Linked DNA regions of Mus musculus: regions 1, 2, 3 and 5 are each linked to region 4. The links are chromatin contacts, called in public HiChIP or PLAC-seq and promoter capture Hi-C maps. All regions are on one chromosome and are shown on one strand. Each heading gives the region's core, a stretch centred on a gene start, on an enhancer-like site or on the middle of the called end of the contact. The rest is flanking DNA. Distances are from core to core; before and after follow the strand shown. Region 1 holds the start of 4931440J10Rik (RIKEN cDNA 4931440J10 gene). Region 2 holds the start of Wdfy2 (WD repeat and FYVE domain containing 2). Region 3 holds the start of Fdft1 (farnesyl diphosphate farnesyl transferase 1). Region 4 holds the start of Dleu2 (deleted in lymphocytic leukemia, 2). Region 5 holds the start of Mtmr9 (myotubularin related protein 9).

Region 1 (5,240 bases), core at 1,992-4,491, 1.1 Mb after region 4:
TGCTCTATAAAAGGAACATGCTGTTTCCAGCTAATTCACCTTCTCTCATTCTCTCCAACTATTGAGAATATATCCAGTATTCCTACTATTCAGCATGAAATGCTTATATATATAAAAAAAAAATACTAGGGTTACAGAATAAACCCATCCTACAAGTTATTTTCCAAATATCCAAATGATATTTAGTATTAAATATTTCAACCATCCAAACTTCTAATAATCTTTGTATAAATGGGAAATACCAAATACTTAAATAAACAAAAATGGTTCTATGATGAAAAAAAATCCAGAAGCATGTTTCCTTCAAGGTAGACTTTACTCAAATAAAAACTGCTATTTATTTAGAAATCATTGCTTCTTAAATTATTTTAATGCTAGTTTCATTATTAGTTCAGGATATAAGCAAAAGCATTACTATCACTTCTTGAACCCTAGCTGACTCACTCCAGTAACTAAGAGGCAGCATCCTTGCTGCCTGGCAATGAGAGCATCACAATCTCCAGGGCTTTCTTCCTTCTGGTCAAAGTGATACAGCACAGGTCTCCCTGCAGCCTTAAACTTCCTACAAAAGTATACAAATGCCCTCAAATCTCTCCGTGGCAAACAATCCTCCTAAAGGACTTTATGCCACGTTTTAAAAATATGAGAGGTGGACATATCCAAATGTCCTTCTCTCTTATGAAATGTGACACAGAAAAACAGGAAATTGATAGTTCTATAACACACGACCTGACAAACGAAATAAAGGAACTAAATAGCAAGTTTCAAAGGTGTCTTTGAACTCAGTAACCTTGGATTAAAATGTTAAATGATAAAGACAGTAGCATTATAGCCAACAAAGGAAAAAAACTGCTTTTACAAAAACTGACCAACAAGTGGCAAAGAGTTATAAAGTAACAACAACAAAAATGTACGTTAAAATGATTACCTATTTAAATGATGGAAATGATTTCCAGAGAAATCTGATTTGTAATGCATACTTTAAATGCTGTAAGACCAAAATCAATCATTTCTAAAGATGTTTAAGAATTATCCCCAAGTGAGGCATATAGCTTGAAGTCACAGAAAAAAATTCTTTAAAATGTTCAAAATTCACGAGAACTGTGCATTATGGAACTTGGGAAAAGTATATAACATATATTCCTAAATATAGCATTATGGTAATAGTGCTTTGCGTACTGAAGTCCTTGGGTGTAATATTATTCCTTGTGTACACCACTGCATATCCTTTGGCATCTTGCATTTCTAGGAGAGCAATGTCCTAAGTTAGTAACATTGGTCAATGACTGTTGTGACTTAAAGCTCTTGTCCCATCCTCACAGATGAAAAAAGCAACCTTAGGGAGCTTCAGGAAGACAGGCAAATTTTCATGTTTTGCAGAAAACATCTTCCCAAGGGTTTAGAATTTTTAAACTTTAGAACTTCTGAATCTGTCATTGATTTCAAGCTTCGTACTGAATGCAGTCAACCAGTTACTGCACACCACTGAAAACTCTTGCCTGAGTTTACAATCGAGGTTAAGCTAAACCCTTGTCTAAAAATCATTTCTTCCAATATCTTTATAATATAGAAGCAACTACGAAGTCAGCTAATGGCTGTGGCCCATTCAATGGTTGCATATGTGCCTACAGGAAACTCAGACTGATACATTGAGGCAGGACACCTTCCCTTTTATGTCTTTTTTATGAACTCTGAGGGACTGAAACCAAATGTGTGTCAACTTTCTAGCCAAGAATTCAGATTTGAATTCTGAATGCAAATACATTTAAAGGGGCGTGGGGGATATGCGGCCATAATACCTTAGATGTTTTGAACGGTGTGCACTGTTGTTCAACCTCCAATGTTTTATACTTGCATTCCATGTTACATACTTTTGGACTGGATTGTGGTTTTGTACACAAAAATAAAAACAACTCTTTTCTACCTTAGTATTCAACCTACCTGCCCATAGTTGTCTATGCCAGTTACTAATCTATTTAAATTTAACAAATCAAAAGCTGTCCTTAGGGATTGGCCAAGAGTCGTAAGTCCTTCTGCCTGAAGGTTTTTCAGTTCATTCATAAACGTTGCATGGTTTTCTTTCCATCCAGCCTGAAAAGAAAGATGTAAGATTTTTTTTTTTATCATTTGAAGTCATGTACACACATGGACACCGATTACAATGTGATGTCCACCAAGTAGGTATTCCATTTCAGGTTTGCATATTTAACTTCACTTTTGCTTGATATGGCTTGGGGAATGTGTTATAACTGTTGTCTCTGGTGAGGAAACTCTTCCAAAGGTGGCCAAGAATGAACCTGCTTGCCCTACACCTTTTGTTAAGTTAACAACCGTCTTAATACTTTAATAACTTCACTGGGAAATTTGCTAACATAACATCCTCCAAATTGTGTGCAAGGGACGGGTGTTGCGACGGTGCTAGTGGGAGGCAGATGGCAGCAGGACTTCTTAAGTTGACCACAGCTGTCCCACCGATCGGTGGCCTTCCTAGTTCCACTCTGTGATGACCAAGTCTCGAAGCCCCCCTCCAGGCTTCCCTGCCAGCTTTGGCTGATTCCCTTTTAATGCAAACCCGGGCTAGGCAAGGCTGGGCCCCGCTGTCACTCGGGCTAACTTGAATAAATATCCCCCACAGTTCATTGCTGCCGCTCACGCCGCGGAGGGGAAATGTCGGCCATGTTGATCGTAGCGCCTCCGCCGCCAGGCCGAGCAGGACCCGGAGGGGACGGCGGTGGGCCAGAAACTGCCACCTCGCTGACGCTCCCGGGCTGGGGAGGGGTGGGAGGCCGCGGGGAAGGGACCTGGAGGCGGGAGCGGCCGTGGGGGAGGGGAGCATAATGAAGAGGGGGCGGGGAGGGCGAGCTAGGCAGGATCAGGGAAGGGAGGGGGAGGGCGAGGGCTGTTACCTTGATAGCATAGGGCGGCTCTTCGAAAGTGACCAGCATATACCTGTCTCCTCTGCTGGCAGGGTCCCGGGCACGGAGCTGCGGGCCAGGGTGGGGACGGGCGGGAGAGAGGGAAACACAGAGGCGAGGTTACCAGTCGCAGAAGGGTCGCTGGCCGCCCCCACAGTACCGCACACGCAGGGCCGTCCCTCCGCCGCCCCCCGCACCCACAGCAGCCCCACATGGGCCAGGCCCAGCAGAGCCCGCTCCCAGCGCCCGCCCGCCCGCGCGGTGGGGGAGGGGTCCCCGCGCCCGCGGAGCCCGCAGTAAACCCGCTGCCCCCCGCCCTGCCCCCCGCGGGCCACCGGGTCCGGGTCACCACCGGGGCTGGGTTAGTCGGTACCTTCATGAAGGTCTCTACCGCGCCTTTGGCCGTGTCCAGGTAGGTGGTGCCCAGATGGCTGCGCTGGTTCATAGAGGCAGACGTGTCTATCAGGAACAGTAAGATGGGCATAGTGCTGGCCGGGGACACCGGGGCCCGAGGTGGTGAAGAGATGGCAGAGGTGGAAGCACCGGCGGCGGCGGCGGCAACCGCCGATACGCGGGGCGGGGAACGCGGCCCCCGGGAGGAAAACACCAGCTATGGGGAGTTTCTCCCCCGATAGTTGAGAGGAAACTCCCCAGCCCAGGTCCTCCCGGCCGTACCCCCGCCTCCGGCCTGCCTGCCCGCTGGGGCGGCCGCGCGGCCGTCTGTCCGTCCGTCCCCCCCGGCCTGGGGGTCCCGTCCCCACTCCCGGACCCTGTGTGTGTCCCCGCGGGAGACGGGCCCAGTTCCCCACCCCACCCCCAGTGCAGGGAGTGGGGACCAGGGATCTGGCGAAGAGGGGAGTGGGCTGAGGGGAGATTGGCCCTGGGGCTGTTGAGAGAAGTTTGAGAGACTCCCTCCGCACCCCAGCGGTGTCACCACTTTCTCAGCCCCTCTCGCTACTGAAGCGCTTTTCTCTCTCACACTCCGGTTTTAACTCGGGCAGGGGCTACGTAGGCTCCGCCCCTGACACGTACTCGGGTCATGTGATCCACAGGCCCACTGCCCTATTGGCTGGTCCTTACAGCCTCATTAGCATATTCAAACAGCTCAGGGGCGGGGGAAGCCTGCAGGCCGACCGAGAGGACAGTTATTGAGCACGCGCGGAGGCGGGGCAGCGGGTGCACGCTAGAGCCAGCGCGCAAGGGGCGGCGGGCGGCCCGAAGCCCGCAGCCGGGAGGCGGGCTTCGGGAAGGGGCGGGGACAGGCCGCGGAAGCACCGCGGGTTGGGGCGGGGACTGCGTCGGCGCGCGGAGGGCGGGCAGCGGCCCTAGGCGTGTGTGTCAAGGCGGCCGGCCTTTTGGCTGTGCGCGGTGACAGGGTCGGGAGAAGGGAAGTGGAAGCCGCCCCCAACCTGTGGGTGAGGGCCCTGCGTCGCGATTTGAGAACGCAGGGCCAAGAAGGGTGAACGGACGAAGAATACGGGAGCGCGCAGGCCCACGCGGCTGCAGCAGGCCGGGCCTTGGGGCGGCCCGGAGGGGGCGGGGGAGGGGAAGTGAGAGGTTGTTTATGACCTGGTATTAATCCCCGCCGGTCTTTCGGCTCCGGCTCTAGCCGGTCAGAGGATCCACCGAAAAGGAAGCCAGCCCTGGAGTGCCTCACCCAACCCTGCAAACCCGAAGCGGAACTCAGATGTGGACTAGTAAAGCAACTGTCCTCTCCAACCTAGTTCTCTCTTCAAATCGTGTTAAGGCACTAGACTAGATTAAGAAATGAAAGGGGGGCCTTCCAAATCCTAATCCACTGCCCTCGTTTTAAAAGTGAAAAGGGATGACCACGTTGCGCAGGTGACCCAGAGAATAGATAGGTTCCTGGGAAACCCGCCTCTCAAGTCTTTGCCAGTGTTGTGTCGGAAAACATTCTCAACCCCTGTCATATTAAGTCTTCAGTCTGCACCTGCAAGTCCGGAGAATTGTTCTCAAATGTAGTTGGGAAACTGCAAGACCCGCTGCCTGAAATATGAGTTGAATTCGGAACATTGAGGCCTTTTAAGAGTCGGTATTTGTAGGGCTTCTCCCACTGGCCCTGCATTTCCGGATTTTCTCTGCTGAAATTCTGGCCTGCTGGGCATCTGTAGTGACATGCTTGTGGCGCTTTTTTAAAATCAGGCTTTGTTGTTTGGGCTTTTCCTAATATTTCAAAAACAAAAGCCTCAGAACGTTGTTTAACTTATTATCAGTAAATAGTAGCATACTGTTCTATGGGAATAAACCATAGTACAGGCATGAGTTTATTAGAGAGTAAGACTATTAACTGATTAAATAACAACC
Region 2 (5,540 bases), core at 1,039-3,538, 1.2 Mb after region 4:
ATTTCTGGGTATTTCATCATTTCATCAGATGACTCCGAGGCCCCAGGTCCCCACCCAGTCTTTTTTTTTGGGGGGGGGGAGGGGGTTCGAGACAGAGTTTCTTTGTGTAGCCCTGTCCTGGAACTCACTCTGTAGACCAGGCTGGTCTTGAACTCAGAAATCCGCCTGCCTCTGCCTCCCAAGTGCTGGGATCAAAGGTGTGTGCCACCACTGCCCGGCCCACCCAGTCTTTTATTACCAGTTTTGCTTGTGGAATGTGCCAGAAAAAAAATACATACTGTTTGTTACTAAAATGGTTTGTGGAGTCTCCTGTGACCCTGGCTTTCTTTGTCTGACAGACACCCTTTCATAATTGGCCATCAAAGACTGAGAAGTTGATCTAAAAGAAGTCATTTTAATCCAGTTATTAAAAATAGCCTTGGGGGCTGGAGAGATGGCTCAGCGGTTAAGAGCACTGACTGCTCTTCTGAAGGTCCTGAGTTCAAATCCCAGAAACCACATGGTGGCTCACAATTATCTGTGGTGAGATCGGATGCCCTCTTCTGGTCTGTCTGAAGATAGCTACAGTGTACTTACATATAATAAGTAAATAAATCTTTAAAAGAAAAAGACGTTTATTTAAAAAAAAATAGCCTTGGTAGTAGGTTATAAAAGATGGTTTAGCAACTAAGATTACTTGTTAGAGGACCTGGGTTTAAATCCAAGCACCCATATTGTAGCTCACAATAGGTTGTAAATACAGTTTCAGGGGGTCCACTTCTTCTGACCTTGCTGGGCTCCCGCACACATGCGGTACACATATTGGCACTCAGGCACACACACACACACACACACACACACACACACACACACACACAAACACAAACACACTATAAAATAAAGAAAAAATAGTTCTCTTGGGCCTGTAGAGATGACTTAGCAGTTAAGAGAACTGGACACTCTTCCAGAACTACATTTGACTCACAGCACCCACTTAGAGCTCACAACTTTCCATAACTCCAGTTCCAGGGATCCAGGCACACACCTGGCGAACAGACATACATGAACGGAAGACAGCCTTCTGACTGCTTTATTCCTTTCTCTCTCAATTCTGTACAAACACTAGTCTGATTATTTCACGTAAGTGGAATCATAAAATAAACGGTCCTCTATGATTAGTTCCTTTCATTTAGCATTTTGCTTTCAAGGTTCGCCTTGCTTTGCTATGCTAATGGAAATCACAGATATCTAGTACCCCACCGTTTCTTTTGGACCTGACAGTAGCAATGTTTATCCTTTGAAGCAATACTACATTCCCCCCCCCCCAAAAGAGACTGTTTTACATCCCCACCTGAATTGTAAAGGAGTTCCAATTTCCCCATAGCCCAGTCAACATTTTATTCTCCTTATTACAGTCATTCTATATTATATTGTGATTGTATTTATTAACTGTCCGTTGTCACTGGAAAAGCAAAAATGTTCAATTGCTAGGGATTGGAAACAAGACTGGACAAAAAGACTTAGGTTCAAGTGTGAGTCCTTTATTCATAATACAAAGAGAAGATTGATACCATGATCTCTAAACTCCCTCAAAGAAGCTTGTATGAGAGTCTCTTCTTCCTCTACCCTCATATCTCACTAAAACCGGTGGCAGTGTGACCCCGAGAGAAGTCTTGCTCAGCAGGGCTTGCTCTTTAGTTCTCCCTCTTAGATACTACACTATTTCTGCCTCTGACTTGGGCAATAACCCACAGAAGGCGCAGAGTTTCGTTTGCCCACATCTCTCCTGGGCTGAGAAGTGGGCGTTACTGCTTTCTAGAACAAGGACGTCGAGGATGGAGGAAACTACAACCCCCAAGAGTCCACGCGGTGCTGGCAAGAGCCGTTTCTCTACGGCCGACAGCACAGCGCCCTCTCCGGTGTGTTATTGTTAAAACTTAGCGGTGAGTCATCTGCGCGCATGCACACTCACGTCCCAACTAGTTTAGCCTCTATCCTTCCTGCAGGCGCTTTTCCGGTGCGGCTGACGTAGGCTTTTCCCCGCCCCCAGAGTCTGGAGAGGGTGGGGCTCTGGGCACGCGCATTCACAGATTTTTTTTTTTATGAGGGAGGGGACAAAGCTTTGGGTGTGGAAGGGAAAGTAAAGGACTGCGGGGCGCATGCGTCCTGACAGCACTGCGGGCCTCGGTTACTTACGGGCGGCGGGGCGGAAGTGGCTCCTGGACTGACGCACGCGCATTGGCTGCTAGTGCCCATCCTCCGGAAGTGGGTTGGCCGCCTTGCGACAGGGCCCCGCCCCGCCCCGCCCCCTGCTCCCCGCCCCCTACTCTCTTAGGTGGCGCCGGCTTGCGGCTAGTGTGGCGGCGGTGTTGGTTTTGGAAGCCAGAGCGGGCACATTCCCTGGACAGGCGGCAGGGCTATGGTCGCTGGCTCCCAAAGGCCCGCTCCGCTTCGCAGCCCGATCCTGAGCGCAAGCCTGAGCGTTCTCTTCAGCCAAGTCCCCCGGCGCGTTCGGCTGCTCCCCGGGCGCGCCCCCTCCGATGGCGGCGGAGATCCAGCCCCAGCCACTGACCCGCAAGCCGATCCTGCTGCAGCGGGTCGAGGGGTCGCAGGAGGTGGTCAACATGGCGGTGATTGTACCTAAAGAAGAGGGTGTCATCAGCGTCTCGGAGGACAGGTACTGACTGCTTGTCCCCGTGCCGCGCGGAGGTCCGGCCCTGGCTTGGTGGGAGGGTAGACCGCACCTACTGGTTCAGTTCCCAGCGCGGTGGCCTTGGCCTCAGCAACTGGTCCCTGGCGGAGTCCGAGTGGCCCTTGGGTTAACAGTGCAGGAGACACCAGACCTGGTCCAGTTTTGGGGATGGGAAGGGCAGAGGGAGAAGCCGCCCAGCTTTGCAGGTGTTTTAGCTTAAAGGACCCTCCATGCACCGGGATGATTTGGAGGCGCTGCTAGTTGGTCCATTGTTTGGTTACCCAAACGAGAAAGGGAACGTATTTTCTTTCTTCTATACGGTTCACCGAATCTGTGTATCTCCAGGACATCTTTCACCGAACCCAAGGACTTATTAAATTGTGAAGAGAGTAACTTTGGGCTTCTGCGTGTGGCGCCTTCCTTTCCTAAAAGTTTATGTCTTGGAGCTCAAGGGGAAGTGACTGGAAGTTGCAAGGGATCACTTTTGCAGACAACTGCTTGAGTTCCTTCCCTTTGCCTACTTCCTTTCCAAGATTGCTTAATTAGCAGAAGTAGCTCTGGTTCTGCCTTCAGGATTCCCCTTTTGCGCTGTGTTTTTGATTTCCAGAGGAATGCCGCTTGAATATAGGGGATAGGGTAAGATATCTGAAATTACTATTTGGGTAATATCTACAAGCATTTTAAAATCAGTTGTAGCGTGGCAGAGGTATGTAACTGTCTGGGTTCTTAGCTTCAGACAGGCAGTTAGGTTTTCTTATTATAAGTTAGTATCATGCCGAGGTAGAGTTATTCTGTGACTCTTAAAATTGCAAAGATAAAGCAAAAAGTGCTCACTTAAAAAAAAATCGTTTCAGCACCTAATGTAAATTCAAACATTTTTTACTTGATTTGTTTCTTAGGTTCTTGAATATAAAGGAAGAGTGTATTGCATGTGTATATTGCATATCGACCTCTGCATCATTCTTGATATGCATGGCGCCTACTTCATTTCCTATGCAGATCTGTGGGGAAACATTGCGAACATATGCTAATGGCAGTCAGTCCAGGAAGAACTGAAGAAACTGAGTGACGTGGATGTGGGAGCCGTTAGAGATTCATAAAGAAGTCTTATGACAGTGTTTAATTTTTTCCTTTGGTGCAACATGCTTAGACTGCATTAGACTGTTTCTGGGCTTAAAATTTGTCATCAAAGGATTATCTTTCTGGAATATTTTCTATAAAATATATTGAAGGAATATGTTGATAACTTCCCCTTTCCATTACTAGAGATGAGATTGATTCCCGATTTGTAAGCAATTCTTTAGTTCATTAAACTCAATCGGAGGAGGAGGAGAAAGGTTGTCCAGACCTCAGCTCCATGCTATTAGTTTAGAAACGTCTGATTCCCATTTCAATGTATTTTCCTTGAAGGAAACAACTTTAGTGGAGGTAATGTTCCATGTCTAGAGAAGCTAAAGTATATGTGCAGAAAAGTGAAGAGCACGTCTCGGTTCATCGTCGCACAAAGGAAGTGCAGTGCCTAATGATCTCTCACTTCCCTGGTTTGCAGTGTACATAACAGAATTTGTCTTACTGTGGAGTTACCGGGAATCGGGCCCCTGCAGTAATGCTGGGTCCTTGTCTCTGTAAATTTTGTTACTCAGGTTGACAAGTCTCTGCTTCTTCGGGTCAATCAACCATGAATGTAGCTGTTTTAAGGCAGTTTTAGATATGGCTTGCCCTAAAAGAAAGAATTGATCTGTGTTCTTACTTTTCAAAGGCAATGTTAGTGCCGCTTGATATAATGCTAAAGATAGGAAGATGGAGTATTGATTTTCATCAACACTTGCAAAACCATTACCATTAGCTGCTTTGCCAGTTCGTTACTGAACCATGAGGGTCAGCTACAAATAGTGCGCTGTAGCATTTTACTTAGGAAATCCTAGTTCCCTTTCTCCGTTCAGACTCATTGGAGCCTTTATCTGCACCTTTGAGAAAGCTTAATATTTTTGTTTTAAGCAGTGATATACCTATGTTATGTCTGTTTTGTCTTCTGTGAGGCCTCTAGGAAGCGTTGTGTCCTTTACTGACTAAGGAGCTACATAGTACCTGGCACACAGGAGTCCCTCATTACTTGTTTTATCAGTGACTGATGTAGGACCTCCCTCCACCCCATTTCTAAGAATCCAGTACTTAACTATTCTGGATTCATTGATGTTTGCTGAGTGAGTATTTGGATGACTTGTGAAAACCTTATGTAGACAAGTAGACCTTCGTGGGGGAAGTATTGGACTAGGTGGCCTTAGACACGTTCAAACTGAGAATTCAAGCATTGCTTCAGTCATCCCAGCAGACAGTAAAGTTTCTAGTGTGTTCTCATCGTGTGTGTGTGTGTGTGTGTGTGTGTGTGTGTGCGCGCGCACGTGCGCGCGCGTGTGCATTTGTGCGAATGGGTGACAGCGATGTTAATGACCAAGTCTTTTCAAGGTGCTTACATAGTTGAGTAGCAGAAATTTTAGAGTATAGGTTTTGTTTTGTGTATGTGTGTGGTGCTAGGGATGGAACTCTGAAGTCTGGACATGCTAGGTAAGCACTCTCTACCCCTGAGTCACACCCCCTGGCCGAGAATATTATGTAATAAAACCGTTACATTTAAGATAGAGTGTTGAAAAGAGAACTTTCTGGTGGGGAAGAGTGACTGGGCTCCAGCCCCTGTTGTTCTCCTTTCCTCTGGAGGATTGTTACACTTGCCGTACGTTTTCCTTCCCGGGCTTCTCTCACTAGCAAGCTGGTGGTTCTCAAATCTTCAAGCTAAAGAGTAGGTTTCACGTTCACTGTGGCACAGTTGGGACAACTTGGCACTTTACTTGATATCGAAGGAAGAAACAGA
Region 3 (5,332 bases), core at 1,816-4,315, 1.5 Mb after region 4:
TTTAATCCCAGCACTTGGAAGGCAAAGGCAGGCGCCTTTAATCCCAGCACTTGGGAGGCAGAGGCAGGCAGATTTCTGAGTTCGAGGCCAGTCTGGTCTACAGAGTGAGTTCCAGGACAGCCAGGGCTACACAGAGAAACCCTGTCTCAAAAAAATACAAAATAAAATCAAAAGAAAAGGCACAGCGTCAGAGCAATACTTTTTTTTTTTTTTTTTTTGGTCTGTTGTTTGAAAACAGGGTCTCATTACATATCTATGGCTAGCCCTTAACTCAATATGTAGACCAGGCTGACCACAAACTTTCAGAGAGCCACCTTCCTCTCCTCTCCTTATGCTGGGATTAAAAGCGTGTGTGGCGCTACGCCAGGCTCTTTCATCAGCATTCTGAAAGACTGAGAGCTGTCTTAATACTTCAGGGTCTGTACTCCAAAACAAAGACTAAATCTCCCCTTGGCTCTAAAAGAGGAAGGAAAGGGTGGACATTCAGTCCAAAGCATCCTAAAACCTGAGCATCATGGACCGAGAGAAGACAGCGAATACCTCCCCAGAGGTGGTGAACTGCCATCACCAGGTGTCAGGTGTCACTTGGTCTCCTGACCAAGACTTACAACCTAGACTGTAAGCAGAAATTCTTTATCTTGGGTTCACCCCGTAAAAGCTCAAATGTACATCTTCTCCAGGATAGAAGTATTTAGATTTCTTAAGATTTGTAAATGAGCAATGAGATATCTTGGCAGTGGGACCCATGTCCAAACATGCAATTGTTTGTGTTTCACATATGCCTTATACACACAGCTGACAGGGAATTTTCTACAATGCTTTTTAACATATTGAAAACGACATGTCAAATACATGTACAAGGTCAAGTGTGGTGTGGAAGTGTCCACCTACGGCATCATGTCAGCACTCAAAAGAAATCTTACTAATACTGAGCCAAGCAAGTATTTATGCACAAAAGCCACAGAGGCATTTGAAAGCTCTATTTCCTTCAGGCAACCCTACAAAGGTTAAACTTGCATCCTAACTAGCAGTGATTTTCCCTCCTACTCTTGTAAATCCCCTTAGGAAAAGTCACTATTCTGCTATACTCAGGCAAAGGCACCTACCTGCCTTAGAAGGCTACATACAAGCTTCCCCAAAGCAGTCTGTTCACTAATTCATCTTCACACATTTCTGTTTTGTTTTTATTTTTCTGAGACAGGGTTTCTCTGTGTAGCCTTGGCTGTCCTGGAACTCAAACTCTGTAGACCAGGCTGGCCTTGAACTCAGAAATCCACCTGCCTCTGCCTCCCAAGTGCTGGGATTAAAGGCGTGTGCCACCATGCCCCGCTCTGTGTACCAGTTACCTTGGGTGTTTGTTTGTTTGTTTGTTTTTTGTCTTTTTGTTATTTTGTCTCCCCCCCCCACCCCCGCAGAGCTGAGGACCAAACCCAGGGCCTTGCACTTGCCTAGCAAGCGCTCTACCACTGAGCTAAATCCCCAACCCCCACACATTTCTGACAAGCTACTTTGCTCAAGGCAGTAAAGGCCTGTACATGAAGAAAAGATTATTTTCAAGCCGCTTCTAATTCAGATTTGCCAGGAGGCTGAGATGGGGATCAGAGGCAAGTGGATCTCTGAGTCACAAGGCTGGCCTGATCTACAAAGTGAGTTCCAAGACAGCCAGGGCTTACACAGTGAGACCCTGTCTTGAAAAAATAAAATTCAGAACCGAGTTAAGAGAACCCTGAAGTTGTTGCGAGACTGAAATAAAGAATCTTGCATCTGAAAGTGGCTCTGGGATCACGGGTCTAAGTTAAAGGGTGCTAGAGAAGGCAGGTAAGGAGACCTTGCAGGTCAGAATGAACTACCTGTCACTGGAGCTGTCAGGAGCTCAAGTTGGATTATAAAGCAGATTCTTGCTCTTGCTCTGATTACTTATCCGTGCAAGAATCTGGCAACTGTACCTTCTTCTCCCCTGAAACCTACTCTTGGCGTTCATTTCCTTGTGGACCCTGTCTATGCCCTTAATTACACTGCTATCCATGTTTTACCCCACAGAGTGCCCATCACTGACAGGTGTCCAGGGTCTGCTGAATGGCTGAGAGCACTTGTTAGAGCTAAATCTTAAAAAAGGGAGGATTCTGAATGAGAAAAGCAAGGGCACCAATTAAGAATACCTTTAAATAAAATACAGTGCCTGATGTTTCCAGTGAAGGGGAAACGTTTAAGTTTTTGATGTTAACTGGATGTGTCATCATGCAACAGTTACATACTTTTGTCAGAGTAAGTATTATCATAAAAGCACGCGTTTAAGAAAGGGAACAGACCAATGAAATACGAAAAAAACCAAAAAAACAAACATGTTCTGGCCTCTGGCAGCCAATAACTAGTAGGAACTTGGACACAACAAAAACCGTAGGAAGCACCCAGGAATAAAATAGTGGCTGCAGAAAGGTGAGTAAGCTTATGCGGGAGGTGATGTCTGAAAACTGGAAGGAGTGGGTGGGGCGAAGTAAGTTTCATTCCAGTGAAAATAGGCACGATAACTCCTCCAGGGTTCCTTATGTTCTCAAAATTGTTCTCAACCGTGTTCTCTTTAATCTCAATTCTGGAACGCACCCATTTAGGTAAAAATAACTCCAAGCTTAGAAGAACAAAATACGCAGCCAAACTACCAAGAAAAGCAATGGCTTGAACAGACAGAAACCTTGAAAGGCGGGGGGGGGGGGGGGGGGACATGGCCCTAGTGGGGGTGCGCGACCCAGGCAGGGATCCCGCCTTCCGTGAAGACCAGGGTGTCAGAGACCATCCATCCTCTAGAGACCTCTTGTGCGGGAAGCCGCCACAGGCCTGCGAGGGAGCAGGGATGCTCGACTTACCTGGTCCATCTTGGGTATAAAATTCCGCCGGCCTCCCATGCGGAATCGCAGCAGGTTATAGAACTCCTCCGGGTGGCCTAGACACTTGACGAACTCCATCCTTGCGACTGCTGGGCGCGGGGCTCACCTGTCGGGATCTCCCGCTCCCACCTGTGTTTAGACGCCGGGGAGTGGGCAGGGCGAGGAGGCGGGGCCAGCGCCGGACGTCCCGCCCACCTCCCGCCCTCCTCAACCGGCCGCGCCGCTCGCGCCTCCAGGCTAGGACGCGCGGAGTGGACTGACGGACGTTGATTGGCCAGAGCTGCTCGCACCAGGAAAACGTTAACCAATCGGAAGCCGGAGGAGCCTGGCGCGATGACCACACCCTAGAATTTGATTGGAGAGCTGGAAAGCAGCCAGCGAACACGATTGGTACCCAGCAGAGAGCCTTTGTTCCTGCGTGTCGTAGGCTGGCAGCGAGCGAGGCGCATGCGTGGACGTTCTGGAGTTCCGCGAAAGGCTTGAGAGCTTTGCACGATCCTAGGGACCTCGGCCTCCAGTCTGAGTTCACCTCTTGATATACCTAAGGGGTTGGCTGGCAAAGCCGAGTCAGAGTGAAAGGGTAGCAGGGACTGGAAACGCGCCTCGCGGCTTGAGAACAGATAAAACAGTCTTGCTTTCCTCCGAGGAGTTTACAGGGGCTCGAGTTTACCGGGGCTTTGCTGAGCCCCGGGAAACTCCAAGCGGGACAGCGCACAGTATTTCTCAGACTTCTCCACCCGTCTTTTGTGAGACGACATGGCGATGATTCTTGGATCCCATTTTCAAAGCTGCAAAAACAAAGGGAACTGAGCTCTTAATACCTCTCGATGTTCTAGTTGACGTGAACCAGGACTTATGTAGTGCTTGCAAAATCTGCCCGAGATTGGGCCTCCCAGGGATGTGATGGGAACAAATACCTCCTGCTCTCCCCAGTTAAGGATTGCAAGGAGCGAGGAAGGGCTCCCTCCCAGTTCTATTGGTAGTTGATGGTTGCTGGTGGAATGACTTAAAAAGTTACTAGCATAAATGATACATAAGTTTTATTATGAAGTCTTCATACACTTATATAATGTATTTTTATTACATTCCCCTTTACAGTCATAATTCTTACTGTTCCAATTAGCCTTCATTTCTACTTACACCTTTTTATTATATTTTGATGTGAGCATAAGTGTTATCACACACATACCATGTGTGGAAGTCATTTCTCTTCTTCCATTTGACTCCTGGAGATAGAACTCAGGTCATCAAGTTCGGTGGTGCCTTTGTATCACCTAAAGATAGACAAAGATTTTAAGTGGTATGTCTGCTAGTAAGTTGCCCATACTTCTGTTAGTAACCCTAATTAAACCTACTGACAGATCAAGAAGAAAAATGACTAGTTTTAAAGACAAGTTCAAGAAGAGTGGGGGCGGGAAGACGAGAGAATAATAGGGGTTGAATATGATCAGAATATATTATATACGTTATAAAATGTCATAATACAGCCCATTGTTATATATGGTGAATATGCTAGTAAAAACATATTAAAATTATTAAAATGTGCCAGTTTGGTCCTCAATGCTTGAGTCCTTCTATAGAAAACTTCTGTGTTGGAGCTTTAGTCTAAAATGGGGAATTTTAGAGATGGGAATTTCATAGGGATTATATATAAACAAGGCCACAAGGGCAGGCCTTAAAATTAATTCCAATGGAATTGGTGTCCTTAACTACAAGAAGAAAATATCAAAAAAGCCCCACCACCACCACCACCACCACACACAGTGAAGTCACAGTGTTCTAGAAGGTGTATTCCAGGGCAGAGACAACTGAATATGTCTTACTCTTAGACTTCCATCTTGAAGATCTGTGAGGAGTGAAGGATTACCTAACCACTCAGTCTTTGATTCTAATTTCCATTCAAAATATCAGTTTATTAGAAACAGCTGGAAAGTCAGACTTGGTCCCATCAGTTCCCATCAGAGTGGTAGCCAGCCCCTCCTTCTCACCCCAGCCTATGATACTCCCAGCTGTCAAAAATGGTAGCTCTTGTCAAAATGACCCATCGCAGCTGTCCTACAGCTTTAGCAAAGCACAGCTGCAGGGGATGGGTCCTCAGCCAAAGCCACCTGTTTGCCAGGAAGGACTTCCCATCCTAACCCATGGGCCTGAGGCAGGGAATTGGGGGGTGATGGTGAAAAAAAAAAAAAAAAGCCACTGATTACTGGGCTTTCCAGAAAAATCTACCAATCTCTGAGTTCCCCAAGCTCAGGACTTGAAATCCCACCAATCTTCAATCTGGATTTCTCTGCCCCACTACCCCGAGATATCCTATCCTGCTGAGATATAAACCCTGCCAATTGTCCAATTCCCTGCTGTCCACTCCTAGGAGCAGAGGACAGTCATCCCTGGATTTCTCTCTCCTCTCCTGGACCCTCCAATAAATCATGGTATTTGCAGCCTGGTGTGCA
Region 4 (5,759 bases), core at 386-2,885:
TAAGTCTTCTCCTTACAACACAGATTCTAAGAACCAAGTATTTTTCTTTCCTAAGACTTTAAATTGTTGCTTCTTAGTAGAGATCTTTGCTATAATAGGGCGGACCGATCCTATCGAAGCGTATTTCCCCGCTCTTAACTCATCTACCTATAAATAGCGCCGCTCACCGAGCTGAGTCACCAAAACCCAGAGTTTACTCAAAATAGCTCTTAAGGACTGCTGGAATTGAGTCGCTCCAGTGGTGACAGATTGACCACACACCCATCAAGCTGGGCCACGGACCAGAGCCATAGAACTGGCTCCTAACCACCAGGCGCCCAGAGGGCTAGTCAGGCGAGTAAGACCCTAGTCGCTGGGATCTCGAAGTCTGGACTCAGGAACCAGCTAGTGGCCAGACTCCGCCTTGACGGAACAGAGTCCTCCCCGCCCTTTTGGAGCTGGGAGCCGCGGGGGGCCCGGCACCCGGCACCGCCCTCGCCCACTGCTCACACAATGGGGCGCGTCGAGGGGCGGCCCGGCTTGAGCTTCAGACCTAGCCCTCATTGCCTAACTCCCGGTTGTTGCCAAAGCACCTGATGACCTCAGACTATTGCCCACCCTCAGGAGGGTGCAGAAGCTTGGGAGCAGCAGCCCTGGGGGGGGTGGGGGGGGGGAGAAAACGGAAGTGCCACCCCCTGCAGGCAGGGTGGTGACGTCACCCTACCGCCAGCCTGTAGCGGGGGTGGTTGCCCATCACGTGATCCACGCCCCTCAGAATCCCGCGCGCGCGCTCCCTCCCCCCCCTTTTCAACTAGACTCCCACCTCTCCCGCCTCCTCTCCCCAACTTTCGCCCTCCCTGCTCCCTCACCGCTGTCAACAGCGCCAGCTCCGCCCTCCCCAACGGCGAAGCAGCGGGCTCCTGAGTTCAGGTCCTTGCTCCCTGAGCGCAGGGTGCCCCCCTCCCACCCTGTCCCCAAATTTAGGCGCTCAGGGTGCGTGGGCCTCGGGGGTGCAGTGGCGGCGGCGACAATTCTCCACTCATTCCTCCCACCGTGGACCAGGCGGACTCTGCAGGTCTGCGTTCAAAGGGGACCGAGAGACGCGCACGGCCTCCGGGGAGCCCCCTCCTCTCACCCTGCGGCCCGCCTGCTCTGCCAGCTCCGTCTCCCGTGGGGGCCACGCGCAGATCTCCTCCTGGAGCCCCTCACTCTCTTCGCTCCGTGCACGCCGGGGTTACAGCTTTGCTTTTTTTTTTTTTTTTTCCTTCTGTCGCTGCTGCTCCTCGTTCTATTTCCTTACCGCCCCCCGCCCCCGCCCCGGTTCCCTTCTAAAAGTGGAGGCTGGAGGAGGGAGAAAAGCAGCCTAGAGTCGAAAGGGGCGGTGCGCACTGACCTGTCAGCGACGGAGGAAGACCCCCGGTCTGGGCGAGCTCTCCAGCCAGTGGGGGCACTGGAGCGCAGGGCTCGAGCGGAGCGGCGGCTGCGCTCGACCAGGTGTCCCCTAGGCCGGTCTGCGCCGCCCCCTCCCTCGGCGCCGCGCTCTCCGCCCCAACATCGGGGACCAGGGAACCCCCCAGCTCGATTTTTTGTGCAGTTTCAGCAAAGCTCCGAGGAAGTTGGTCCTTTTGTTCCACTATTTATAGATTGCGTCAACATTGCGAAAAGAAGAAGGCGGAGCGGTGGCCCCTCCCCCGCCCCTCGGCCCGCTCCCAGGAGAGAAAAGCCCCAGCACACGACCTAAGTACACAGCGCGCCAGCCGCCCGCCCCCGGGCCTCCTGCTCGCCACTTCCCCCTCCCCCCGCCCGGGCCCGAGCGCTGCCAACCCCGTCACGTGCCCTCTCGGGAAAACCAGCTCCCCGGGGCTGTGCGCCGCCCGCCTGGTTCCGTGGCAGCGGCCTCCGCCCTGCGGCGCTCCCCTGCTCCTGGCTGGGGTCGCCGGCCCGGGTGGTGTGCACGACCTGGGGACCCGCACTCTGACCACTCGACGGGGGGTGGGGGGGGGGAATTTCTCCCGGACCCGAGCCTTGCGCGCGGAGTGGCCCCGAGCGTGCCGTTCGCTCGCTCGCTCGGGCGTCTCTACCTCCCTCCGTCTCTGGGAGCGCCACCGCCCTACTTGCAGAGAGCGCGCGCGTTTGGGCCTCGCTTTGGAGCCCACGGCCTGGACAAGTCCCTGTGCCCCCTACGTGCGGCGGCTCCCGCAGGCGTCCGCTTGCTAGGCCTCGCTCCCCCGGCCAACGGGCGTGAGGGGTGCGGGGGTGGCTCGCAGCAGCTCCCAGGCAAAAGCGCTGGGCGCGGGAAGCGCGGGGCGGACGCTCTGGATCCGCAGGTGCAGCTAGCTTCACGCTAGCTTCCTTCTCGCTTTCCCAGCTGCTTAAAGCCCCAGGCATTTGCGCATCCGACTCCTTGACAAGGGAACGCGGTTCTTGAGGACTTACTCTTTGGTTACAGGAGTGATTGGGGCAAACCATTACAAGTTGCCTTTAAACCCCGAGGACGAAGTGATAGGCCCCTCCAAACCCCGAAGTGAAACTGAGCGCCCTGCTGGCCTAAAGCCTAGGCGGAGGGCTCAGTGTAAACAAAAAGTGCGATAAACACCAAAGGAAGGCCTTACAATTAAGGCAAACTAAGTGGTTAGTCTAAGCGTGATTAACTTCTGTAGCTTCTAGTCCCTTTCCTAAGTAATTGATTTCAGAACGCAGTTTTACTTTTCAGGATCAGAACATAATAAGTTAGCTACCAGATCACTGATTCAGGAAAACAGGCTGAGCTCGGATGAGAACAGGAAACGCATCGGACTTTCCCAGCAACTGGAGAGGGGTAAACAGTCTAGAAGAACTCCCCCCATCCCACTCCCCCGCCCCAAGTTCGGACCACCACCACGCCTCAGCACGGGCACCTACCTACTGTGAGGGGCTTGGAAGTTAGGTATAAGGGTGGGTCCAAACCTGGTAGAGCTTTTCCAAGAGTCAGATGGGGGAGGAAATAGATTTGCCTAGAGTTGAGAAACCTTTCCAGATTTAGGCCCGCTTGCTTTCGCTCTCTCTATTTCTATTTCTTTTCTTTCTTTCTTTCTTTTTTTTAAAGGAGAAACTTTAGATTCTAAAGCTTAGAACGTGCCTTCCAAGTTTGCTATGTGTGTGCTTGCTAAAAGAAGGAAGTGAGACAATATAAAGTGAACTTTTGCAGCACTCGCTTCCTTTCTAAAGTTTGGAGCTGCAGGCCTGATAGGCTTTGGTCGCCCACACCTGGCGGTGTGCAGAGCCTAGGGCGGGACCTCAATCTTCCCCATCCTCTGCAATTTATCCAAAGGCCCTAGCTACTCACCTCCCGGTCCTTGTACCCTTCATTACTCAGCATTTGGAAAACAAACCTCTTATGAATGCAAATTCGTTTCTTTGACACTTTGGTTGCAGCAATAGCTACAAATCACGTTTCTTTGCATTTAGTAAACAAGTCAGGGCCTCCTGGTCCTTCCCACTCTTGCAAGGGTCAGAGTTTGTCAAGGCATGGTCATGGTTGCCTTACCCCGTCCTCCGACTAAGGCTCAGCGGCACAGCTATTTTGTTAAGACACCGGCTTTCCGCCCCCACTTTGTTCTTTCACGGTCTTCCTAGCCGCGGAGAGGAGGGAAGGGAATCAAAACGAAACCACTTCAGGCGCATCAGTCACAGCCACTTCCCTAAGGGCAGCGGTGGCAGACCTAAGTGTAGGGTCGCAAACATTGGCCGAGATGGGGGTGGGGGTGGGGGGAGCTGTTCCCGAAGGAAGCCCAGGAGTTGCCAGGATCTGTCCTAGGTTGCGAAGGGTCCCCCTCCCCCCAAACTCCCATCTCCGGAAAAGTGCATATGGATAGTACATCAATCTTGCATGGAGAGTTTGGTCTGGGTCTCGAAGTTGAAGACTGAGACCCTGCAGAAGTAAAGGAGTGTGACACGAACGAGTTTGGCTTCTAGTGGCAGATGTCTTAGCAGGGTCTCAGGCAGGAACGCAGGCGAGGGTGCGCAAAGGCCTCTTGGGACTCGAGGCCCACGGAATTCTTGCCCGGCTGAAACTGGATAAGCATCCCGCCCACACGCAAATAACCAAAGTTCTATACAATTTAAAAGACTTCACGAAACTAGTGGTATCCCTCTTCCCTCATAGGAGTCATTGCAGTGACAAAGGCGGCCTCCGGCAGGTTTCAAAGAGACGGGTGGGCCGACTTTAGCAGTTCAGGGAAGGCATCTTACGAGGTGAAGGTAACCAAACACAACTGGGGCGCTCAGGAATGGCAGCTGGTGTCAATCTAGTCAGCTAAAACGTGTCCTCGCTTCCCCTTCTTCCCCCACAGAGAAACAACACTGACTTGAAACAGCTTCCACCCTCACCCCACCCCCATACTTTCTTTACCACACACTTTATTCTGTTTAGTAACACCTTTGTTGCAGCAGTATCTGTAGGTCTGGGCAAGTGTGAGAAAGACCTGCAGGGTCTCGGGGAGTTGAAAGTGGAAACCGTTTGCTGGAGTGCTCGCCCTGCTCACCCACACCTGACTAAGGACTTAGCAGACAGCCATTACCCTTCCAGCTGCTCAGAGGCGCTTTGCTTTTGCACTGAGGTCATTCGCTCTGTAAAACCCAAGACTAGGAGTCCTGTATGTATTTGCATTGTTCAGACTCAGCTTCGCCAATAATTTAACCACAGGACTCAAAAAAAAAAAAAATGGCCTTGCCTTTCATAAGTTCTCTTGGTCGAAACCTGGAAAGGCAGATATTTCTACCCCCGGAACCCTCTTGGTAAACATCAGAAAGCCCTAACTGAAAGGGAAGGCCCACTTTATCCTCTTTCCCCTCTATATGAGTGAGGCAAGCTACCTAGGAAATAGACCCTGACGCTCTCTTTTTAGCTTTCCCCCATTTCTTAAAAAAATAAAATTACCCAGCACAAAAGCTAGTTTTGACTCAAGAGATTATAAAAGGTCTGCGTTTACCAAGTTCGACCTTTGGTCTTATTATATGGCTAGTTTTCTCACTCTTGCAAATGACGTGTTTTCGTGATCGGGTTCCATGGGGTGTTGCTGTTAAAGTGGGCGTCTGTGATTGTGAAGTTGGTCTTGCCCTCCATTCTTTCTAAACAAAAAGCACGCGCTTAAAAAAAAATCCACACTCTACGTTCTTTAGTTTAAAAAAAATCCATGCATTCATAACTAATGTTTTGCCTGAGCTAAAGTTAAGACTTAAATGCTCAAACTGCCATCCTTTGCGCTCGCCACTGAAACCCGAGTCAGACACCTTGGTGTGGAGTCCAGTTTGGAAATAAATCCACGCCTTTCGAGGTGAAATGGGAGCATGGCCCAAGCGATGCATCTGGCTTTAGATTTTATGAGGAATATGGTCTGGAAAAGGGAGCGCCTGTTTTAGCCGGCTGCGTGCCCTGGTAGAGTCCTCCTGGAATTCCTCCTGCAAACAGCGCGTCTGGCCTCGACCCACAGGGCCTCAGGCGACCTCTGGGCGCCGAGCTTTTGAGTTAACCCTCCAGCATCGAGCTCTCCCCGGCCTCAGCTGAGGTCGCTAAGCTGCGGCTGACTTCAACCAAAAGGAGAAAGTTTAAGGTTGTAGATCAGATGTCCTGAAGTTGGAGAAAGGGACAAGAGACTGCCTTCGCGGTTAGTTACTAAAAACCTCGGACACCTCGTGCTGGCTGCGAGGCGAAGAAAACTCCCTTGGGGGAAACACTAGTGTACCCAAGACTGTGCCAAACACTCCACAAGTCCCCAGGTAGCGTTCCACCCCCGCCCACC
Region 5 (5,667 bases), core at 48-2,547, 1.9 Mb after region 4:
CACATAAGTAAAAATAAAAAATTTAAAGTGATGGAGTAGGGAAATAAAGATGAATTAGTTCCTATGTTCCTTTAGAGCCAGCCCCTTTCTTTTCACAAGAAAAACTGAATGTTAAGGGCTAATGATTACCCTCAGTGGGAAGTGATCATTCCAGAGAATAAGTAAGATGCAATATGATAAACTCAGTCTTCCCTAAATGAGCAGGGGTGTAAAATTTGTCATCCACCTGCATCGGCACTCCCCATCAGCTATTACAGGGGTGCACCTTACCGATTTTAAAACGTTTTAAGGAGAGACTAAAATGCATATGCATATATATGGAAAAAATGACAGTGTACTCAGTTAAATACTATGGCCAGGCATAGCGGCCCATACACACACAACTGTAATTCCAGCACTTACTTGGGAGGCTGGGGCTGGAGAGTTGGAAGTTCAAGACCGGCCTATGCTGCAAAGGGCTGAGCATGCCTATTTAAAAACGAGATCGTGGGGGAGGGGTCGCTTTAAATTGTATTGAATCATAACTTCGTGAAGTCAGATTAACAACAACCAATAATTCAAGAAATGTGGTGGAAGAAATTTTTTTTTTACAAAGAACATTTAAAAATACGCCCAAATGCTGTTCAAAATGACCACTACGACTCTGAGACCTTAGCCTGGGGATGCCAGGTGGCCAGTGCAGATAGATCTAGGCCCCAGAAGGCTCATTTGGCTGGCTGAGCCAGGATACCCATAAAAAACCACCTGAAAGCGTCTGTTCCGTTCCAGGCTCCTCCGGGACCTGGGTGTGGTGGGCGCTCACCGTTTGTCGATGGCGTCGATATTTGAATGGAGGAGCCAGAGCTCCTCCGTGTTGTCCTGCCGGGAAGACAGGATCAGGTGGTGGCCTGTCAGACACAGGGTCCCTTCCACGGCGGTGTAGAAAGGCCGGTGCAGCACCACATTGTCTACCCGTGGGGTTTTAATCAGCTCCGCAAACTCCATATTGGGCGCAGCCTAGGGGCGGGAGGCCCAGTCCCGCAGGTGCCCGGCGGTTAATCCGCAGACCCGGACGGAGCCCCGGCTGGGCGGGCCCGGGAGGTCGAGCCCCGCCCCGGCTGGGCGGGTGCGCCAGGGCCTGCGGGCACCGCCCTGGCCGCTTCTCCAAGTCTCTTCCGCACCACTGGCCGGGACTCGGTCGCAGAGAAGGCTTCCCGCCAGGCCCTGCACTCCCCGCTGCCACCGGCGTCTGACGGGCGGGCTGCGGAGGAGACGGACCCGGCGTCGGGGCAGCAGCATCCGAGCCCGAGCAGCCAGGGACTTCTGGCGGAAGTAGCTGCTGAGCGTTGCACCCGGCAGGAACTCCTGCACAATTAGAGGGACTCGAGACTCGGAAGACATAGAAACCGGACCGGAAGTTGGTACTTTGCTAGATCCGGTGGAACACAGCCAGAAACAATGACTTTATGGTCCTACAATGGAAAAACAAAACAAAACAAAACAAAACCAACCAAAACCTCTTTCACCTTCTACCGCCGCAATCCTTGCCCTTCAAATATTCCTTATCGGAAAAGGCGAGACGAGAAGACGTCGCTGACCTGCCAGCCTCCACATGAGTGCTGTCCCTCAAGGGCTCTTCGTTTGCGCTACCTGGTAGTTGTCTCATGAATTGGTCACGAAGAGATGTCAAATGTAGGATGGAAGCGGAGGTTGTGATCGAAAAGTAGCATCTTGGTGTCTGGAAGAGACATGGGACAATCTATGCTTTAGACTCTTTGAGAGCGCCATGACTTTAACCAAGAACAGCATATTCTAAAAGGATGGAAAGAGAAACTGACTAATCCTCGCCCTGCGAAAGGACTCTAGTGTCTTCAGAGATAGTTCAGTTAATCTGTAGCAAAGCCTGAAATCAAGACCTTGGTATATTGGTCACGACTTCATAGTATCCCGGCTAAGTACAGTCTAGCTGAACTGCTCACGGACACTGCAATGACAGAGTTTTGCTGTTGTAATTTCCCTCTTCTTTTTTTTTTTTTTTAATTTTTTATTAGGTATTTTCCTCATTTACATTTCCAATGCTATCCCAAAAGTCCCCCATACCCCCCCCCACTCCCCTACCCACCCACTCCCACTTTTTGGCCCTGGCATTCCCCTGTACTGGGGCATATAAAGTTTGCAAGTCCAATGGGCCTCTCTTTCCAGTGATGGCCGGCTAGGCCATCTTTTGATACATATGCAGCTAGAGTCAAGAGCTCCGGGGTACTGGTTAGTTCATAATGTTGTTCCACCTATAGAATTTCCCTCTTCTTGCTTTCTATCCCTCTACTTTATCCCAGAATAAGAATTATGTTTGAGTCCTGGCCTGCTTTTACTGTGTTAGCAGTGAAAATTCTCACCACCCAGTCAGTGTCTACGAACAGCAAGGTAGCTGACTTCAGAGTGTGCAAAGTGAAGTTGACCAGATTGCACAGTGTTTGTCCTTGATTTTGTTCTTGTCTTTTCTAAAAACCTTCCCTTCCTAAATCACTCACTCCTGCGATCCAGTTTATCTGCAAAAGGAAAACAACCAGCAATGGATGCTGATGGACTGAGGTGAAGTAATGTGGAGGTGTTTTCCACACCGGATTTGTTTACTTTCCTTCCTCACTTGACTCATTGTATTAACTACAAATTGTGGAATGGAAAACTTTTAATCTGAAAAATAATGAAAAGTTATACAGAGAAAAAAATGAAAGTAAAGCCTTGAAGGGTAAGGCTCCCCGAATGGAAGATATCCAAGGAAGAACTTAGTGTCCAATTTAGTATATGCTAGAAGATAGAAAGTCTCCATGGATTCTGTGGCCCTTCTGGTTTTCTTGAAAATAAATTATGAAAACGTTATTTCATTAAGTTAAAATGTTTCATGCTCTATAAAGTCATAAATTAGGATTTTTTCCTTTTATTTGTTTTTTGCCAAGAGAAAAAAATTAGGTATCTTCTGAGTTGTTATAATGAAGTACCAGAAACGATTAGGAAATTAAATCACCAGTGATTTGAAGTTCAAAGCGTAGAAAGTTCACTAGCGCTGAGAAAACCAAACTTAGTAGTTAGGAATAAAGCCTGAGTAAAGAGCAAGAAACAGTTCCCCACATAAGCAGTAGGTGGCGGTAGAATTCAAAGTCAATGGGATATGCCTCTATTAAAATAATCCAATGATGTAGTCAAATATTAACTGTCCAAACAGTCAAGAAATAAGGGCCTCAGGGGATTCTGATAAGCCAAGAAAATAATAAAATTTATAATGTGTACAATGGATTTACTTAAGGACTATAAAGATAGCTCAATGGGTGCCTTAGCATTCTATTGTGAAGAGACACCATGACCACAGCAACTCTTTTTTTTTTTTTAATTAGATATTTTCTTAATTTACATTCTAAATGTTATCCCCTTTCCAGGTCTCCCCCGGAGACACTCTATTCTATCCTCCCTTCCCCTGCTTCTATGAGGATGCTCACCCACACACTCCCACCTCCCGGCTCTCACATTCCCCTATACTGGGGCATCGAGCCTTCACAAGACCACGGGCCTCTTCTCCCATTGATGTCCGACAACATCATACTCTGCTACATATGCAGCTGGAGCCATGGGTCCCTCCAGGTGTACTCTTTGGTTGGTGGTTTAGTCCCTGGGAGCCCTGAGGGTCTGGTTGGTTGATGTTCTTTTTCCTATGGGTTGCAAACCCCTTCAGCTCCTTCAGTCTGTTCTCTAACTCAGTCTGATCACATCAACTCTTATAAAGGAAGGCATTTAATTGAGGGTGTCTTTTGGTTTCAGTGGTTCAGTCCATCATCATCATGGCAGAACATAATAGCACACAGGCAGACAGTGCTGGAAAAGGAGCTGAGAGTTCTACATCTGGATCTTTAGGCAGCAGGAAGCTCTAAAGAGCTGCTGGTCTGACTTGAGCATTTGAAACCCCAAAGCCCATCCCCAGTGACACACTTCCTCCAACAAGGCCACACCTTTCAAATAGTGCTAATCCCTATGCTTTCAAATATTTGAACCTATTAGGCCATTCTTATTCCCACCACCACAATGGGTAAGGAGCAAGTGTAAAGACCTAAGGTCAAAACCCCAGAACATATACAAAGAAGAAATCTGAGTCTAAAACCCCAGTGCCAGAGAAGGGGGACAGAGACAAGAGGATCCTGAGGGTTCACAGGCCAACCACTGTAGCAGAAACAGTAAACTCTGGACCAACCAATGAGAGAAACTGACTCAAAAATAAAGTTCAGAGGACTCAAGAAATGCACCTGATATTGACCTTCAAACTCCCAGGCCCACACAGTAATATACACCTGCACACACACACACACACACACACACACACACACACACACACAGAGAGAGAGAGAGAGAGAGAGAGAGAGAGAGAGAGAGAGAGAGAGAGAGAGAGGACACACCATAAAATTGAATTGAAATATTAAGGAGCACTGGGAGATGCCTCAGAGATTGAGAGTAGTCACTGCTCTTTCAGAGGACCCAGGTTCACTTCCCAGCACCCACATGGAAACTCAAAACTATCTTTAAGTCCAGATGCAGGGAATCCAGTGCCATCTTCTGGCCTCCAAAGGCATCAAGCAAGCACAAAGAGTACTACATACATTCAGGTTAAAACACTCATACAAATAAAGTGAATGTTTTTTTAAGAAAAAATTTTAAAGGACTTCGTCATTGCCTTGCAGGTACTACTATTATCTTTATTCTCAAGATTAAAATGGTACAGGTGTATAATCAGAAAAATTTCATCCTGAGAACTACAAACAAGAAAACGTGATTGTTGTCTTTCTGCATCTGATTTGTTTCCCTTTACATGATCCAAAGTCCATCTACTTTCCTGAAAACACTAATTTCTTCTGCGCATATGAATAAAAGTGCATTGAGAGTGTCACTTTTTTTTTATCCATTCAGCTATTGACAGATGTGGCTGATTCATAGCTTAGCTATTGTGAACAGTCTACAATAAACATTGATGTGCAAGTCTCTCTGTGGTATTTTGATTGGAAGTCCTATGGGCAGATGGTCAAGACTGGTCTAGCTGGGTCATTGTGGTAATTCTATTGTTAGTTTTCTTTTCAGTTATTATTTTATTTTACCTTTTAAGATTGATGTCTTATATGACATGACACAGGCATGGGTTAGGTGAGAATTCATACATTGAGGATTCTGGTGATTGAACTTAAGTAATCAGGCTTTGTCAGCAGCCATCCTTTCCTGCTGAACCATCTTGATGATCTCACTGTTAGATTTTGGAGGAGCCACGTACTGTTTTCTGTTGCACTTGAACTAATTTACATCCCCACCAGCAGTATAGGAGGGCTCTTCTCCATCCTCAAATGCATTTGTTGTTGTTGTTGGTGGTGGTGGTGTGTGTACGTGTGTGTGTACATAGATCTTCTTGTAGAGATCAGAGGACAACATATAGGAGTTACTTCTCTTATTTGGGTGGGATCAAACTCAGATGGACAAGCTTGGTGGCAAGCACCTTTTCTGCCTAAGTTATTTCAGCTGCTCTACACCCAGCTTTTTGCCAGTGTATTCTAGGGGATTAAACTCGGGGCCTTATGCTTTCATGGCCAGCACTTTACTGACTGAGCTGTCTCCCAGATCTGCATTTGCTTTTTAAAGGATGGGCACTCTGACTGCAAT

The links. Promoter capture Hi-C pulls out the DNA fragments that hold promoters and counts their contacts. HiChIP or PLAC-seq counts read pairs in DNA pulled down with a chosen protein or histone mark.
Region 1: an H3K27ac HiChIP or PLAC-seq map of thymic regulatory T cells shows a contact between it and region 4, with 9 times the contacts expected there. The contact joins the promoter of 4931440J10Rik here to the promoter of Dleu2 in region 4. A contact is called at or near these places in 4 of 39 promoter capture datasets (hippocampal neurons, liver, neural stem cells and 1 more), 6 of 484 Hi-C or Micro-C datasets (the G1E-ER4 cell line, LSK cells, cardiomyocytes and 3 more), 9 of 115 datasets of contacts at active chromatin or transcription factors (astrocytes, embryonic stem cells, epiblast stem cells and 5 more) and 1 of 9 other capture datasets (liver).
Region 2: a promoter capture Hi-C map of pre-B cells shows a contact between it and region 4, with 6 times the contacts expected there. The contact joins the promoter of Wdfy2 here to the promoter of Dleu2 in region 4. A contact is called at or near these places in 7 of 39 promoter capture datasets (the C10 cell line, cranial neural crest, hippocampal neurons and 3 more), 2 of 484 Hi-C or Micro-C datasets (CD4 T cells and uterus), 8 of 115 datasets of contacts at active chromatin or transcription factors (DN3 thymocytes, astrocytes, double positive thymocytes and 4 more) and 1 of 9 other capture datasets (embryonic stem cells).
Region 3: a contact with region 4 is called in a promoter capture Hi-C map of liver, with 6 times the contacts expected there. The contact joins the promoter of Fdft1 here to the promoter of Dleu2 in region 4. A contact is called at or near these places in 3 of 39 promoter capture datasets (hippocampal neurons, liver and pre-B cells) and 2 of 115 datasets of contacts at active chromatin or transcription factors (embryonic stem cells and pancreatic cancer cells).
Region 5: a contact with region 4 is called in a promoter capture Hi-C map of liver, with 5 times the contacts expected there. The contact joins the promoter of Mtmr9 here to the promoter of Dleu2 in region 4. A contact is called at or near these places in 3 of 39 promoter capture datasets (liver and pre-B cells), 1 of 115 datasets of contacts at active chromatin or transcription factors (pancreatic cancer cells) and 1 of 9 other capture datasets (pancreatic islet).

The regions. Positions count from the first base shown.
Region 1 is chr14:62,757,260-62,762,499 of GRCm38.p6, forward strand. It overlaps 4931440J10Rik (RIKEN cDNA 4931440J10 gene), which reads left to right and starts at 3,242. Exons shown (of 7, transcript NR_045503.1): 1 at 3,242-3,327. It overlaps Ints6 (integrator complex subunit 6), which reads right to left and starts at 3,853. Exons shown (of 19, transcript NM_008715.2): 1 at 3,289-3,853; 2 at 2,907-2,984; 3 at 1,942-2,091. The coding sequence starts at 3,399.
Region 2 is chr14:62,835,402-62,840,941 of GRCm38.p6, forward strand. Wdfy2 (WD repeat and FYVE domain containing 2) reads left to right here and starts at 2,289. Exons shown (of 12, transcript NM_175546.4): 1 at 2,289-2,656. The coding sequence starts at 2,520. Gm26536 (predicted gene, 26536) reads right to left here and starts at 3,130. Exons shown (of 2, transcript NR_168886.1): 1 at 2,724-3,130; 2 at 1,500-2,619. It overlaps Mir8098 (microRNA 8098), which reads left to right and starts at 2,320; the gene lies at 2,320-2,456.
Region 3 is chr14:63,174,822-63,180,153 of GRCm38.p6, forward strand. Fdft1 (farnesyl diphosphate farnesyl transferase 1) reads right to left here and starts at 3,066. Exons shown (of 8, transcript NM_001360211.1): 1 at 2,862-3,066. The coding sequence starts at 2,960.
Region 4 is chr14:61,680,738-61,686,496 of GRCm38.p6, forward strand. It overlaps Dleu2 (deleted in lymphocytic leukemia, 2), which reads right to left and starts at 1,636. Exons shown (of 7, transcript NR_028264.1): 1 at 1,373-1,636.
Region 5 is chr14:63,542,656-63,548,322 of GRCm38.p6, forward strand. It overlaps Mtmr9 (myotubularin related protein 9), which reads right to left and starts at 1,298. Exons shown (of 10, transcript NM_177594.1): 1 at 803-1,298. The coding sequence starts at 984.